2 separate regions of the Athene noctua genome follow, and region 1 is linked to region 2. A link is a contact called in public Hi-C data. All regions are on one chromosome and are shown on one strand. Each heading gives the region's core, a stretch centred on a gene start, on an enhancer-like site or on the middle of the called end of the contact. The rest is flanking DNA. Distances are from core to core; before and after follow the strand shown.

Region 1 (7,654 bases), core at 2,521-5,020, 140 kb after region 2:
GCTGTTTTACTAACTGCCAGCTTTCTGCACTCCTACAGCCACAGCAGCTTGACAGAATAGATGACGCATCACCCTTGGGTTGCGTGCATACTTTTAGCTTGGACTACAAAATCAAAAGAATAACAAAAAATATAATACCTACCCCACCCCTCCGCTCCCTCAAATACAAATCTCTAAAAGCTATGTGGTAAAACCTGTATGCAGGGGCCCGCATTTGAAACATTCTTTGAACTAAACAATCATTTGCCACTTAATCCTTGATGAATACAGTTGCTATTTTTGCAAGCACTGGTCACACTGGTGGGAGCATTAGTTGATGACATATCAGTGAGATACGATTTTATTCCTATGAGTAAATATAACCTGATGTCTGTGCACATCTGTAGGCACACGTAAGACATCGCCAAACTTCAGGAGTATGCTGTATATCCGAAATCCTCAAGAGGGAATGAACAACCTGGGGATAAAAAAAGATCCCAGGTCCTTATTTGTGACTGTTCATAATACAGAGGGTGATGCACTTCCTGGTACACCTCACCAACAGCAAGCTGCTGGGGCACCAGACATGGACCAGAAGGTTATGGGATCTCAGCTTTCAGGAGGACTTGGTGCATCCAGGCAGAATAATGTCAGTGCAGCAGTCAAGAGAAAAAGCAAAATTTTCCTCAGCTGGTGGCCACCCTGGTGACGCTGAACCTCCTCTTTAGGGAAGGAAGATTAAATCCTTGCTCTGGGAGTCTATGATTAAGTGAAAATAAGCTTCTGAACCACAAAGAAAACCTCAAAAACATGACTCAAGGCATCCTGTACCTCTAAAAGCAGACGACAAAGAGGAATGAACAGCAGAACCTGTCAATTTAAAAGCATTTCTAATGCCTATTACTGCCCTGAGAAACAGGGATGATTAACAAAGGGTGGCCCTTCCACCGGTAGTCTTTAGCAGGAAGAAAAGGCTGTTGGCGAGGTGATATCCCAGATGTTTGTTGGGACAAAACCTTCTTCGCTGATGTGTTTCAACAGAGGTTAAACTACATTGCCTGCTGTACGGTGCCAATGGAATCTCAAATGCATAAAAGGTCGCTGTTTTCTCCTGCCTGAGTGCTTCAGGGCGGTTTTGAAAATTACAAGTTTGTCTAGAATATGTACATCTGTGCAATTTATTTACAAATATTGCAAATATTCACATAAAAGTGGATGCAAATAATTCTTTCAAGCAGGCATAGGATTGGTTAAGTGTACTGTGAGGAAAAGCGGGGAATTAGATTTCCCTTTCTTTTCTAAACTCTCTTCTCTGCCCTCTCAGTGAATCGCCTTGGAAGGTCCTGATTCGCGGAAAAAAGACTCTACAACTCGAATAGAGTTATAAAGCAGGGATGTTTACTGCGGCACCGGGGTGCAAGGGGATCTCTCCGCAAAGCTTGCACACCCACCGCATATTTTACCAAAAACTTATAGAGTGTGGATATCCCTGTTCATTGGGTTACATAACACAAACATACATATGCATGAGTAAGGCTGGGTTAGTTCGAAAGGCTGATGTCAACAGTTTATGTTCCCTCTGCACCTGCGCATTGCCTCCTGGTGGTCGTCTTCGGGGGCCTTTGGGAGGAAGGCTCGTAGTTTTTCTCACCTTGTTTTTTCCCCCGGAGCATGCGCAGGTTCTCTTGGCCAATTTCTTGACTAGCAAGAGTTTTTCAGACAGTTTACTTTCTATCTTATCTAAGAGAACCAATAGAACTTTTACCATTCGTGTATGGCTGTCTTTACTCATTAGCAAAATTCCACCTAGTTAGAGCCACCTGTTCCTCAAGGACAAAAGTATAATATTTTGCTGAACATTTGTAGTCCTTGGTAGATTTTCACAGCGAACTGCTTTGTTTTGATGAACACAGTAGTCCTTGGTAAAATTCCACAGAACAGTCTGGGCAAGCAGGATTCTTAGCAATATTAAAAAAAAATACTATAACTTGCTATAAGTAAGTAAATAAGTTGCTAAGCAGTTTTCTATAAGTAAATAAGTAAATAAATCTCAAAACAAGTAATTATTTCTCTGTATCAGTCCAGGCAGCTGGAATCCAAAGTACTAGCACCTATAATTCACCTCGCCCTGGAGAAAGTGAAGAATAAATTCCATTACACAAACCAATCCCAGAAAGATATTGTGAGATTCCCCGAAATCCTAAAATGAAAGGGATTTTGAAAAGCAAGTGGAAAAAATATTTCTTTTTTTTCTCCCAAGTCCTGTTGAATTGAGCTATGTACAAGTAAATGCAGAACAGTCAGGAAATTTTCATTCTGAATTTGTTTGTGGAGCAATGATTGAATGCTTTAGTTTTTTAGGCACTTGTGCTTTCTGAAGAAACAATGAACCCTTTCGTTAAAGGTGCGGGCGAAATCTGTTTACCTTTAGTAAAACCATTTCATTACCTGGCAGCAAGGAAAGTAATTCATCCACCTATTATTCTAGGGGAGGTAGGAACTAGACCATTCTGTTTAAATAATTTTTATTAGTGTTAAGAGGATCAGTGCAGGAATTCTATTGCTTGTATAAAAATGTTGGCTACAGCTGCATTTTTGAAGGAGTACTGTCAAATTGAAAATTGCATTTTCTCTGAGACATTGTGCCCCTACTGTTGTCACAGTAACACCTGAAATTACTGTAACTGAAAGAGATTAGAAGAAAATTAATGTTTCTCTTCTTTCATTGTGCTGATTTTGTGTTTGACAGCTCCTTCAGGGAGATGAATAGTGGCTCTCCAGGAGATAAAGGAGTGGGTACAGATTCAAGCTAATCTTTCTGTTTTCCTGAGAATATTTCGCATCATTCCCGTTACTCAGCTCACCCTGGGCAGGTATTTGGCTTCGCCCAGGTGTTTCACAACAGATGAGGAGCTGAACTCACACAGGCACCGAGGCCTGCCAGGGCACCCGGGCCCCACGCTGCAGCACCTTGCACCTGGAGGCTGCTTGGCCCTGTTCCACGTGACTTCATGTTGCCTCACTGTAGGGACTGGGGTTGGCATAGTGGGAACAATGAGCAAAACCGGAGGTAAATACGAAAAAAATGGGAGAAGGGACTGGAATCCACACCTCAAGGCCCTGTACTCCCAGCCCTGGGCAGTCACGGGGGCAGGCCAGGACCCTCGGGGCCATGCTGGAGCCCAGCCACAGGCCCTAACGCTGCTAGTTCCTCTTTTTTTTTTTTTTTTCCTCCTTTTTAATGGATTGTTTATTTTTCAGATATTCGAATAAAAGACGGGATTTAAGATCAAGGTTTTATCTGACGCAACCTGTGAGCACTCGTACCGCCCCCGGCCTGGGGCGAGGGCAGAGCGCTGCGTCCCGCCCTTTCCCCCCGCGCCAAAGCTCCGCCATGTCCCGGCCCCGGCAGCGCCCCCCGCAGGCGCCACGGCGCTCCCGCCCCGCCGCTCTCCCCCGCTCGGCTCACACTTGCCTTTGGCGCCCAACCCGCCCCTCAGCGGAGAAACCACTTGCCCTGACTCTCTGGGGGGACCCCCACTGCGGGGAGGGGCAGTGTCTGCAGCCTTCTCCGCTTCGGAGCACCTTCGGGAAGGTCAGTGGGGCACTTTAGCAGCTGACACGAAGGACAGCCTCTACTGGATCTTGCGGTGACGCTTCTCCGGAGGAGCAGGGGCGCGTTCTGGGCTCCCCTCCTCCCCCTCCATCTGGTGCTGGATGGTTCGCGCCGGGGCGGGATGGGGGAGGTTCCGCCGCCATTTTGTTTGCGTGAGGGGTGAGAGGGGCGCTCTGCTGGGAAGTGTGGGGAGGCTGAAGGGGCGGGAGAGGGCGGTGGGGGAGACCCGGGGTCGCGCCGAGCACTCGTGCCAGGAAGAGACGGTGAGGACGGGAAGAGTGACAGCAGGAGGCGCCAGGGCGGGCACCTTCCCCATCTTTCGCAGACATGTACATCAAGCAGGTAAGCTGGCGCGGTCCAAGCCGCTCGCCTTGTGCGGTGCGGCCTGGGCCTGGCTGGGTCGGTTTGACCCTGCCTGCTCTGCCCTGCCCCTCCCCGGCGCTGGAGGGTCTTCGACCTCCGGGCGAGCGGCAGAACCATGTCCCGGCCCGTAGCAAGAGGCCCGCCGGGTGGTGGCGGGTCCGAAGGCCTTTGCTTGGCTCGCTGCTGTCCCGAGGCGGGAAGCCGCGGCCCTGGCTGAGGGGGAGCATCCTCGGGCCAGCCACGGAACAAGTCCTCCGTGTAGGTTGCCGGGTGCCTTTCCTCCCCAGGTTCCCGTGGCTAGTTTCATTCATTGCAGGTGCGAAGTGGCGTTGGGGCGAGGCCCTCTTCTACTCGGGATTTGTTCGCGGGCTCTGTGAGGACCTTTTGGACGGGCCAGCGTTGCTGTCTTGGCTCTCCAGGCAGCGGATGAGGATGACCCAAGGCCCGGAGGCTCATACCCACGCGGGGCTCGTACATAGACAAAGGGCTTTCCTCAGCTGTTAGGCGGCATCTTTCAGCTGTTAAAGTTGCTGGTTCTCTTCTTTACTTTTTTTTTTTTTATCTGTATGTGGTTTCAATGGGGAAATGTAACTGTATTTGGAGTTTCAATTCAAACTGCTTTTGTCTGTCCCTTCCCCCGGGAGAAACAACAGTTACTGTTTGTATTGGGGTGATGCTTTAGGCCCCCGGGCATGGACTATTTAATCTATTATACTTTATCCTTGATAGGCAATCTGCAGCTAACCCTCAGTTAAAAAGAAGATCCTTGTATGGACCTTTTCAAAACATTTTTTGAGATAGAGGCAATTATTGTCAGTTCTGTAGTATATCCGTGCAGTCGTGTTGCATGGTGTGGTTGAATTTTTATGGCTGCTTTCGTACCACTACCTATGCATGTTCATAAAAAGCCTACTAAGATTTTCGTTTCTCAGTGGACTCAAAATTGACTTGGCTTTCTGATACCCTAAGGGTATCTTAATCCAAAAGAATATCATGTTTGAAAGTGCATATTTTACATAGAAATAAGGTTTTCATCAGCTGGCTGACTAGGGAGTGCTGCAAATACCTTTTGATTGTGTTTTAGTAAATCAGTTTATTGTTGCAGGTGCACACATTGCTTTAAAGTCTCTGAATAAGAATTCTTGTTCTCCAGATTTGAACTGCACAAAAATAAACAGTAGTGAAGATGTATAGAATCAGAGTAAGAAGTCCACATTAAGAACAGGGGAAATAAGTTTCAACTGGAAAAAAAGAAATTTTAGGTGGTCAGTAACCAATACCATTCTAGGAGTTATAGAAGAGAGCATAACAAGGTGTGAACATGAGAATAAAATGGATGAGGGCAAATTTGGTTCCACCAATATCGCTTATTTTGTGGCTTCCCAGAAATCATTCCTGGAGTTTGAAGATTAAAATTGTTTAAGTCTTTATTGCCTTGTATAGCCTTGGATTAAGAAGTTATGAGGTTGCAGAATATGTAGGATAGATTAAGTGAGAAGCCATCTAGGAAAAAAACTTTGAGGGGAGGGGAGGGGAAATGGTTTTCAGAGTCTGTCTGGATGATACTCTGGTGCCTGAGTATGTGAGTGGTAAAAGTTTGTGGGTTTGTAGTAATATCCAATAAATAATTACTGGTTGTTTTTACCTTTTTGTAGAAGCTTTCAGGCTCTTATGAGAATAAAGTAGATGAATTATTCCAGTCTGAATGTTTTTAGAATATTATAGGCAAACTGTAAAAATACTGGAGATCAAATATTTTGTCCATTCTTTTTATTTTTTTTCCTTGATCTGGTGAATTGGGAAAGCAGTATTGTTTACAAAATGTGGGGGAGGGTAATTTTAATTTATTTTTCAAAACCAGAGTGAGTGAACGTAGTTGCTGTGGCCTAGAGCTGGGGACAAGGCTCGAGTAAGACTTGCTCATTCCTATTTTGCCTTTGAAAGCAAGTGTGGAGACAGAAAGTCTCTGGCTGGCTGATGAGGCAGACTGTTTTTTTAAAAGAGGTGGGGGTCTGTGTTTACAGCCACAGCGACTGGGTAGTCTTCGGCTAACACGTTGTCTTAAACTTGCTTTTTGTAGTTCAGTCCATTACGTTCTGAAATCCTTAGTTACTTCCAATATAGTTGCTTTGGATTTAGATCTGAATACAGCGCAGGTACCTATTGAAAACTGTCTTGCCCGTGGAGAGGGAGCATAGACAGTTGCAATTCCAAAACACTGTTTAGATAGGCAAGGCATTGGAGGGAGGTATTGGAACACAATTCCTTTTCCAAAATAGCTGCTGTTGCTTAGATCTTGTGTTTGATGGTCAAGAATTAGTAATTTTCTGCCTATTCATATTCTTGGCTTTAGATTCCAGTAAGGAAATAATTTTGCAAAGAGGCTTTGACAAGGAGACTGTAGTGCCTGGGAAGAGAATGGCTCGATGATTTTTGACTAAAAGTTAGTTAATGCATTTAAGTTTTATTTCAGTTTTTGTAAACTCCAGTGCTTGATTTTTCTGTCTGACACGGCATTTTCATTCAGTATTAGTGAGATGTTTTTAATCCGTTAGTAGAAACAGGTGGTAAGAGGAGTTTTCTGTGTTAATCCTTGATAATGGGCTGTCACATAATGGGAGACAGACTTACCTTGACATGAATAAATCAGGGCGCTTTCTTCTCCCGGTCTTTTGTCTAGTAAATTTTACGAACAGGATTTTTTCCCACTGTTTGTATAGCACACTACCAGAATATTACAGAATATGAATGTTTTAAAGGTAATTGTTTCTTGAGTTGCTCAGGTGTACATTTAAGGTAGGATTTTGTAGGGGAGGTGAAGGCTTGCTTCAGTGTTTACAGTTACTACTTCTAGGTTTTTTGCTGAAACTTTGTGTGTGCTTCCTGGATACAAAGTATTATGCACGTCTTATGGAGCGTGGCCTGTTTTAATACTTGGAAGATAGGAGAGAAGGGGTGACATGTTCAGAAAAAGAGAAAATGGTGATGGGACTATAGACCTTACAAATTAAAGTCTAAATAACTTCATATTCTAAACTTCAGCGGTAATAATACTGAGAAATAGCTTGTAAGATGTTTTGCTGTCTTCCTAGCAAGTCATTCTCAGTTTATGATAGCTATAATGGTGAAACATTGGCATTATTTTCACAGTATCTTGCTTCTGTTGGAGAACAGCTGGGCAAAGCACATAATTAAATGTCAACTGTAGTCCTTTTGTGTAGGCATTCTTGCTGAAAGATCTGCAAACATCAAGACTTAACAGGTGAAGGCTGTCTTTCTCCTGTCTTGCTGAGCAGAGCAAAGCTGCTGTATAGCCTTTTAGCACAGCTTTAATGGTTGGAAAAGGTTGCTTAATGCTGGAATGTGCATGCTGGAAGTTGGATCAATTTTGCTGCTATGCAGAACTGAAGCATCAGGATATTGTCACTCTGTACCTTGTATGTTACCTGGCTGGGCAAACCTCATATCGCTACTGAAATGGAATAGTAGGAATTTGACGTGCTGCTTCAAGGTGACTGTTTGCTGTGTAGCTCCTGAAGTTGTGTAGGTTTGTATTTGTCTAAGAAGTAAATCCACTAGAATGAAGATAGCTTGCTTTTTTAACTTTTCCCTTTAGGTTGTACAGTAAAACAAAAAAAGGTTGAATTGCGTGTAAAATAGGTAGAGTCTGGTACAGGTTTTGCAGTCTGCAATTGC
Region 2 (7,126 bases), core at 3,039-5,538:
GGTCAATAACCAACATGTGGCAGAGCAAGAATTCAGCAGGACAGTGCTGTGAAGACAAAACATGACAGGACAGAATGCTTCCATTCTCTCCGTAGCTGGCAGTTTCTTCCATCCCTTCCCCTTTTGGTCTGGCTGGCTATATTATATATAGGGATCTCTAAAATACACAACAACTACAAGGATAATTGCAGCATTTCTAAGTGATGAAACATATTTCAGTTTCCTCAAAAATACGGGGATTGGCTGAACTGAATCACCCAGAGCCAAGGTGAAGAATACTGTCCACAACTGCCACTCTGTAAAGCCCTCTCATTTAGAGAAAGCGTTCAAGTGCATACTAAAGACTGACTTCCTAAAGTCATTTTGATACTTGTTTTTCTCTGAATTCCCTGACCTTAAGATTTCAGGTCAGGCATTCCCTCACTAATCCAACAAGAGAAGTAACATATTTCCCCAGTTCCTTTAAATATTATTAATTCACAGACAGGAGCATGCAAAAGCCCCTCCCCAACTTGCTGCCAGTATTATACTCTTATTCTGTGCAATCAAACCACTGGCTTCCACTAGTGTTAAGTCAGAGGAGTCAGCACCTAAGAGGCTTTATATAAGGCAAAGCCACTCTGAAGTCCTTAAAGAATAAAAATTCTTCAGTTCTTTGAGTATCTCAACATGAACCATTGTCACTCTCCTAACTAACAGTAAATATTTAAATTAGGGGAGGATTACAGATAAACAATGTTCAACTGAGGCTCAGTGGAGCCTGAACTTTCCTCCCAGTTTCACATCCTAGTTCAGCTATGGGTGTACAAAGCCTAGCTCAGGAAAAAGTGGTTAAAGAAGCTGTTCTTCATTCCTCAAGAGCCTAAAGGATCATAAGCAGTTCCAAAATGAGAAGATAATACAATATAAACTTACATGCATTTTTATCTGATAAACTATACAACTGGCACGAATGGCCTCATGGTTTTTTCTGTTGCAGCTGTTAATGTCTGAATTTCCAACACCTTCCTAACAAAAGTTCTACTCTTCATTTATGAGATGCTGCTAGTTAGTACCTGCAACAGTAAGCACCATCAGCTGCAACTGCCACAGAAACACACAATTACTTCTACTACTTTGCTCTCCATTTTCCATAGTACTACAGCTGAACCAGAACAGATTTTGATTATCAAGTTACCTAATTTGAGAACGCTCTGCAGAACACATAGCACTGGCCTAATTTTCCCTCCCTAACTATTCCTCAACACATAGATAGCTGTATTCTGCAAATTCTGGATGCATCATGGTTTGAAATAGGTATCTTAATCTCAGCAAGTCAAATACAATACATCAGGCACAAGCCACCTGAAAGCAAGTGTTTCAGGTATGTAGAGAACACTTTCATATTACTGGTAGACTTACTGTTGCCACGTTCATAGATGGCTTATTGTAGAACTCAAACGTGAAAAGTTCCAGACAAGTCTAACAAGAATTCTTTGGATTTGATAAAGTGACTTACACACCAGGCTATAAATAGCAAATTTGGTAAAAATCTTTATCCGATAGTCATGTATCTTAGCACACAAGACAGAAACATTAATTTTCTTGCAAACCATGAGACTGTTTTAAAGTCTTTAATGGAATAATAGCTCATTCAAAGAAATCATCTGAGCACAAGTTTGACTACCACAGCAGCTCCGTGCAGCCAAATGAGTTGAACAATATGGCTTGCTGCCACGTCCTGTGACACAACGGTGTGACCCACAGAGAATACCAGTTAGAGTTTGCCAAGATTTTTCCTGACCAACTGGTCTTTACAAAGCCAGACAGAACTCTACACTCCAGAACACAATGCCCACAGATACAATCTCCAATTACTGAAGATGACAGCTGCCATCAATTCTACTTGATACAAAAGGTAAGTTCGGTTCCTGGGTGCTCAGACTCTGTCCTAGAAGTGCTTCAGTGAAACAAAAAGTGAAAAGCTACTTTATAAAAACTACTTCTAATATTTTAATCTTGTTACTCAGCATTAAGCTAAGAATACGAAATGAACTAGTGCATCAATATTTATGATAGCAAAAAAATGTTTCAATTACATAGTAGCAGTCTTTTTGAAGAGACAAGAAGCTGTTTAGCTGGGACACTGAAGCATTGAACTCATTTTTATAACTGGTTGGTTGGCATATATTAAGTCTGCAAAACAGTATGTCATTTTCAAGGTGGAACATATGGATAGCAAACCTTTTGGGGACGAAAGTGTAAAGATCTTCCCCATTCTGTGCAGAAAGCTTTTATAAAAAGTCTGCAAGTTGTCCTTTCACATCAATGATCTCTGCATATCAAAGCCGAGGTCGTGTTGGTATCGGAAATATCATCCCATATGGGTTTTGCTGTGCATTTTAAAAATATAAAAATATACACATGCTTTTAACAGTGTACAACGAGGGATATCAAGATGATCTATAAAGTGCCTTGTGGGCACAAAGCCTTTGTCATTTAAAAGGAACTCTACAGATCACTGATTTGAGGCACTACTCATCTTTTGGTTGAGGCATCATTTTTATTACTGTTATTTCCATACAGATTAGTGGTCACTGAATCTTGTACTGGGTGGTTTTATGTATTTTTAGATCTGATGGCTAAAGCAATCCACAACAGAAATGAAGCAGCATCTTGCACTCTCATAACAAATCTGAACAGTACAAAATACCACTTAACTTGAAATTAAGCTGGTGGTCTTCCTGTCACTGAAGAATACCCTAAGGACCAGAAATGTTTTTTCGCTCTTAAGAATGAGGTATGCTCTCATATGTTTAAAACACTGCAGGTGAAGAACATGATCCTTTTCCTTTCTTATATAAAAACCTTAAGATAATGAAGGCTTAGACATACAAGGAATACGGAACTACACTCTAAAGCTTTTATCACTGCAAATGCCTGCAATGAATAAACAGATTCTGGATCAAATTATTTGACAACTCAAAAATAAGCAGAAAGGCACAATGTTAAGCCCAACCATCAGGGTTCAGCATAGTAAAAGCAACAAAATACGATGACTTTCTGAAAAACACTTTAAAAAAATAGAGCAAAGACAGCATTGGTTTATCTTTCATCACTCTGGCTAAAGCTTTCAGCAGAAGAGTTTGCTGTATCAGTTAGTACATCTTTTTTACTGATCTACCAGAAAGGTTTAAAATACGCCGTACTTTGGGGGGTTTTTTCAAACCAACCCTACCATAATTGTATCAAACTGTGAAAAGAAAGTCCTAAACCCACCAAGTATATATTTTTGTTACAATCAAAATATTTAGGAAGATTAAACACTTGCTAAAGACCTGAAAGTTTCAGCTATTCATATCGTCAAGTTCTCACCTGTAAGTCTTTCTTCAGTTTTAGTAAATCTTCGTTTTCTGCATTTCCAGACAAGGCTGCCTCAACTTGCTGAAGCTGAGCTTTGTAGCTAGCTAACTGCTTAGCAAGGTCTTCTGACATCTGCAAGAAACATACACACAAGCAACACATCAAAACAGGCTTGCTGCTTTTTAATCACATCTTGTGGTGCAAGTAAGTAACACAAAAAGCTGTTACTATTTAAAAATACAACTGAGTTTCAATAACGCGTTGTTTCATTATACATAGTCGCTCACCTTAACTCTTGTACTGTTCAACCACTCCCAAGCAATTTCAAAAAATGAAAGCTTAAACACGTGCCTGCGTGCGTGCGCTGGGAAAACGCGTAACTTACGTTACCGGCGGCCCTTTGGGCAGACTCAAAATTACCCACACCTTGAGCAAACCACCGCGCACGTCAGTTTTTCCCCTCTGGACGCCACAAACCAGAGTCGTCACGTTTACACCAGCGAAATCCTCCGCGGCGCCCGGGGACCGGCCCCTCCCGGGAGCTAACCACCTGGCCCCAGGGCCGCCGGCTGCGGCGAGCCCGGCCCGGGGCCACCCGCTCCTTGTCGGACCGATCCGGGCGACTCGGGGCGCGGTGGAACTGCGAGGAAGCGGGGCCGGGCCCGCGCGGAAGGGCCCGCGCCGGCGGACGGGCCCAGGCTCAGGCCTAAGCCGAGGCCTAGGCCCAGGCCCCCTCCAAGCGGGAAGGACGAGGCCGCCGGGCGGCACAGCGGGAGGCGCGGGGGCGGCGAGGAGGCGCCGGTTCTCACCTCGGCGGGCGTGCGGGGCCCGGGCCGGGCCAGGGGGAGGGGGACGGGGCGGCGGGCGGGGGGCGCCGCTCTGGGTCCCGTCGGGCCGCGGCCGCTTCCGTCTCCTTCGCCGCGGGCGGGGCAAAGGGCCCAGCGCGCGCCAGCGCTCGCGAGAGCGCCCCGCCGGTCACGTGCTGCCGGCGCGCGGCGCTGGTCGGCCGAGCAACGCAGCCGCCTCGCGCGGCCTCCGGGTCACGTGGCGGGGGAGAGGGCGGGGGCGGAGGGCGTCAGCTGTCCCTCAGCGCCTCGCCAGGCCGCGCCCGTCCCCTGCGCCCGTCCCCTGCGCCTGTCCCCTCGGCCCGTCCCCTGCGCCTGTCCCCTGCGCCTGTCCCCTGCGGCCTGTCCGCGCTGCCGGCGGGCCCGGGCCTATCGGTTCCCTCCTGTCCCCGTCCCCTGGCGAGTCCCATGTGAGGAGAGGTGGGCAGCCCCTCCGCAGCCAGACGGCCGCGGCCCTGCCCGCAGCCGCTCGGCGGGACTGGGAGGGAGCTGCCCTACCTCGCCGCTGCGGCTGAGCTGCCAGGCTTGGCATCAGCAGAAGATCCTGACACATCGAAATCTTCCTCTTTCGGGCAGGGCGCAGCTCTTTGTTTGCAGAGGAGTGATGCCAAGTTTCTGATGTCTGACCAGTGGCTGCTATAGGGGACCGCAGGGCACCCGATGCTGGGCGAGCCTGACGATTTATGCTTGCTCACATCTTTGTTGACAAACACAGTGCTTTCCAGCTGCTTAAGTGATAACTAGAACCATGCAAAACCCACTACCAAACAATTTAGAAGAGAGTAAGTTTTGGTATTTGGTCCTACAACAGGAAAAGGGGAGGAAAAGCTCAGTGGCTTCTTCAAGCCTGTCACAGGAAGGAAAAAATATTTCCTGGTGGAAATCCAGTAATTAATTTGCCCTTGAGGCTGTGAGCCAGGCAAATGAAGCAGGTGTCCAAAAAGTTTCTTGGTATTACCAGGAGGATAGGTGTCTCCTGCAAACATCCTGTCCCTTGTCACTGTCTGCATGTAGGGCTTCACCGGATGATGACTTCACTTGGACTCTTGGGCTTTGTTTACATATTAAGGAAGAAATAGATCTACTCTGCTCTGTGATACTTGGTTTATGCCCTCAGAGGATATCCTGACTGAGGATAAAACACATTTCTGTATCTTGGTGTATGATTTGATAATTAAAATACATACATTATTGGACACTGTTGACAAACTGATTGATGAGACCGAGGGTAACAAATAACAGTAGCATCTTTTTCATAATTTTATTAATAATCTACAAATAGTTACAGAGAACATTTTCTGATAAGTCTTTGTGGACAGATCAGCAGCTGTTGAAAAGGCATACAAATTTATTGATACAGAGCAATCCTAGTGACCTTGAGAGTGTACCTATGAGTTAAAATACACGTTAGTACAATCATCACATCCCAGAACAAGAAATCTAGACTGTATCTGCAGGACTGAAGCGAGAGAGAGGGACTGAGGAGACATGCAATGTCCAGGTGTCTCCAAAGGCAACAATGGCGAAAAGAACATTCTGTGGTTGCATCAGCAGGAGCAAGCATAAAGAGGTATTTTGCTGCTATAAAAGTTTTGGTGAGAGTTGGTACTGAAATACTACATATGGTTCTAAAATCTGGAGTTCTGTGGGGTCTGCGGACTTCTAAAAAGAGCTACCAACATTATTCGATGGCTGGAGAAAACTCCCTTCTCAATGAAAGTCTGACATGCCCAATCTGTTTAGCTCATAAAGGAAGGTGATGATTACATCATGAAATTGATCTGAAAGAAAAACAGTATGAAGTACTTGAAACATAAAAACATCGCAAAGCCCAGTTGACTAAAAGCTAAAGGTAGAATTACCTGTAAGAGTTTTTGGGGTTTTTTTCCTCTTGGTTTCTTCAGCTCAGGATAGTGCCTTTTTAGATGCTCTTTCAACTTACGCTATCAATCAGACACATGCTGCTACGTGTAGGAAGGCAAGCCAGATCTTGAAACCACTGATCTTTAACTCTTATAAATGCTCATTAATTGCATCCTTAAAACTGGTTTTGTCTTCACCCAAAAATAGAGATCTTTTTTCTGTGTTTGACTAGAGAAGCTCTTTTATACTATATTGAGTAAAAACACAATGTAACCAGGACATCTTCCTGCTATCTTACTGATTACAATTTTTAAACTATATTTTACAGTTCATGAAATGGTTGGCTTGGCAGGATATCTGCATAGTTAGCACTATTTGAAATTATATATCCAGCTGTTGTCAAGATTTTGTTCTTTCTGTATTTGTTAGTAGATCAAAACAAGTTCAGCTACGTTTGTGCCATATCTGAATGTTTCTCACTTCGTCCAGTAATTTAATTTTATCCATGAGCAGCAGAGTAGCTACCAGACTGTATCTCTTCATAAATACTTACTGTTTATTGAGATGTTTATACATTGTAGTGTGATATTACAGTGTATTCATAGAATTGAGCCATATTATTTATAAAGTTATACTTCAGGAATATTATTACAAAATAATCAATACCATGTTACTGGAATGTATCTCTCACATTTTATCATATATGATACATAGAGTTTTAGTGTAGTTTGATGGCAAATGAAGGCATGTAAATTTAAGACAATTCTTCCTCACAAATGCTGTAGAATTTGTTTCCCTAACTTAGAAAGAAAAGGCAACTCGATCAGCTTTTGCTTAAGCCAAACTCTGTTGTCATTATTAGCATTGAGACTTTCAGCTGTTATTCCTAGTAGGAAGCTTTGTGATGGACATGACTGTACTTGGGGAACAACTACAGAAAATTGGTGTAACTGGGGACTTTCTCACCATGCTGGTGCTGTGGGACAGCAGGTTGTGTAGCAGGAGTGGTGATACCCTGTAGTGAGTGGCACAGCTTGGGAAGGTGAGGTTTCTAGTAACCAGTATATCTGGGTATG

What was found. Hi-C and Micro-C count contacts between places; a contact is called where the count stands out from the background.
Region 1: a Hi-C map of heart shows a contact between it and region 2, with 4 times the contacts expected there. The contact joins the promoter of SMC3 here to the promoter of SMNDC1 in region 2. A contact is called at or near these places in 2 of 2 Hi-C or Micro-C datasets (heart and liver).

The regions. Positions count from the first base shown.
Region 1 is chr5:56,109,352-56,117,005 of bAthNoc1.hap1.1, forward strand. SMC3 (structural maintenance of chromosomes 3) reads left to right here and starts at 3,771. Exons shown (of 29, transcript XM_074907706.1): 1 at 3,771-3,937. The coding sequence starts at 3,923.
Region 2 is chr5:55,969,054-55,976,179 of bAthNoc1.hap1.1, forward strand. SMNDC1 (survival motor neuron domain containing 1) reads right to left here and starts at 4,289. Exons shown (of 6, transcript XM_074907703.1): 1 at 4,152-4,289; 2 at 3,355-3,474. The coding sequence starts at 3,474.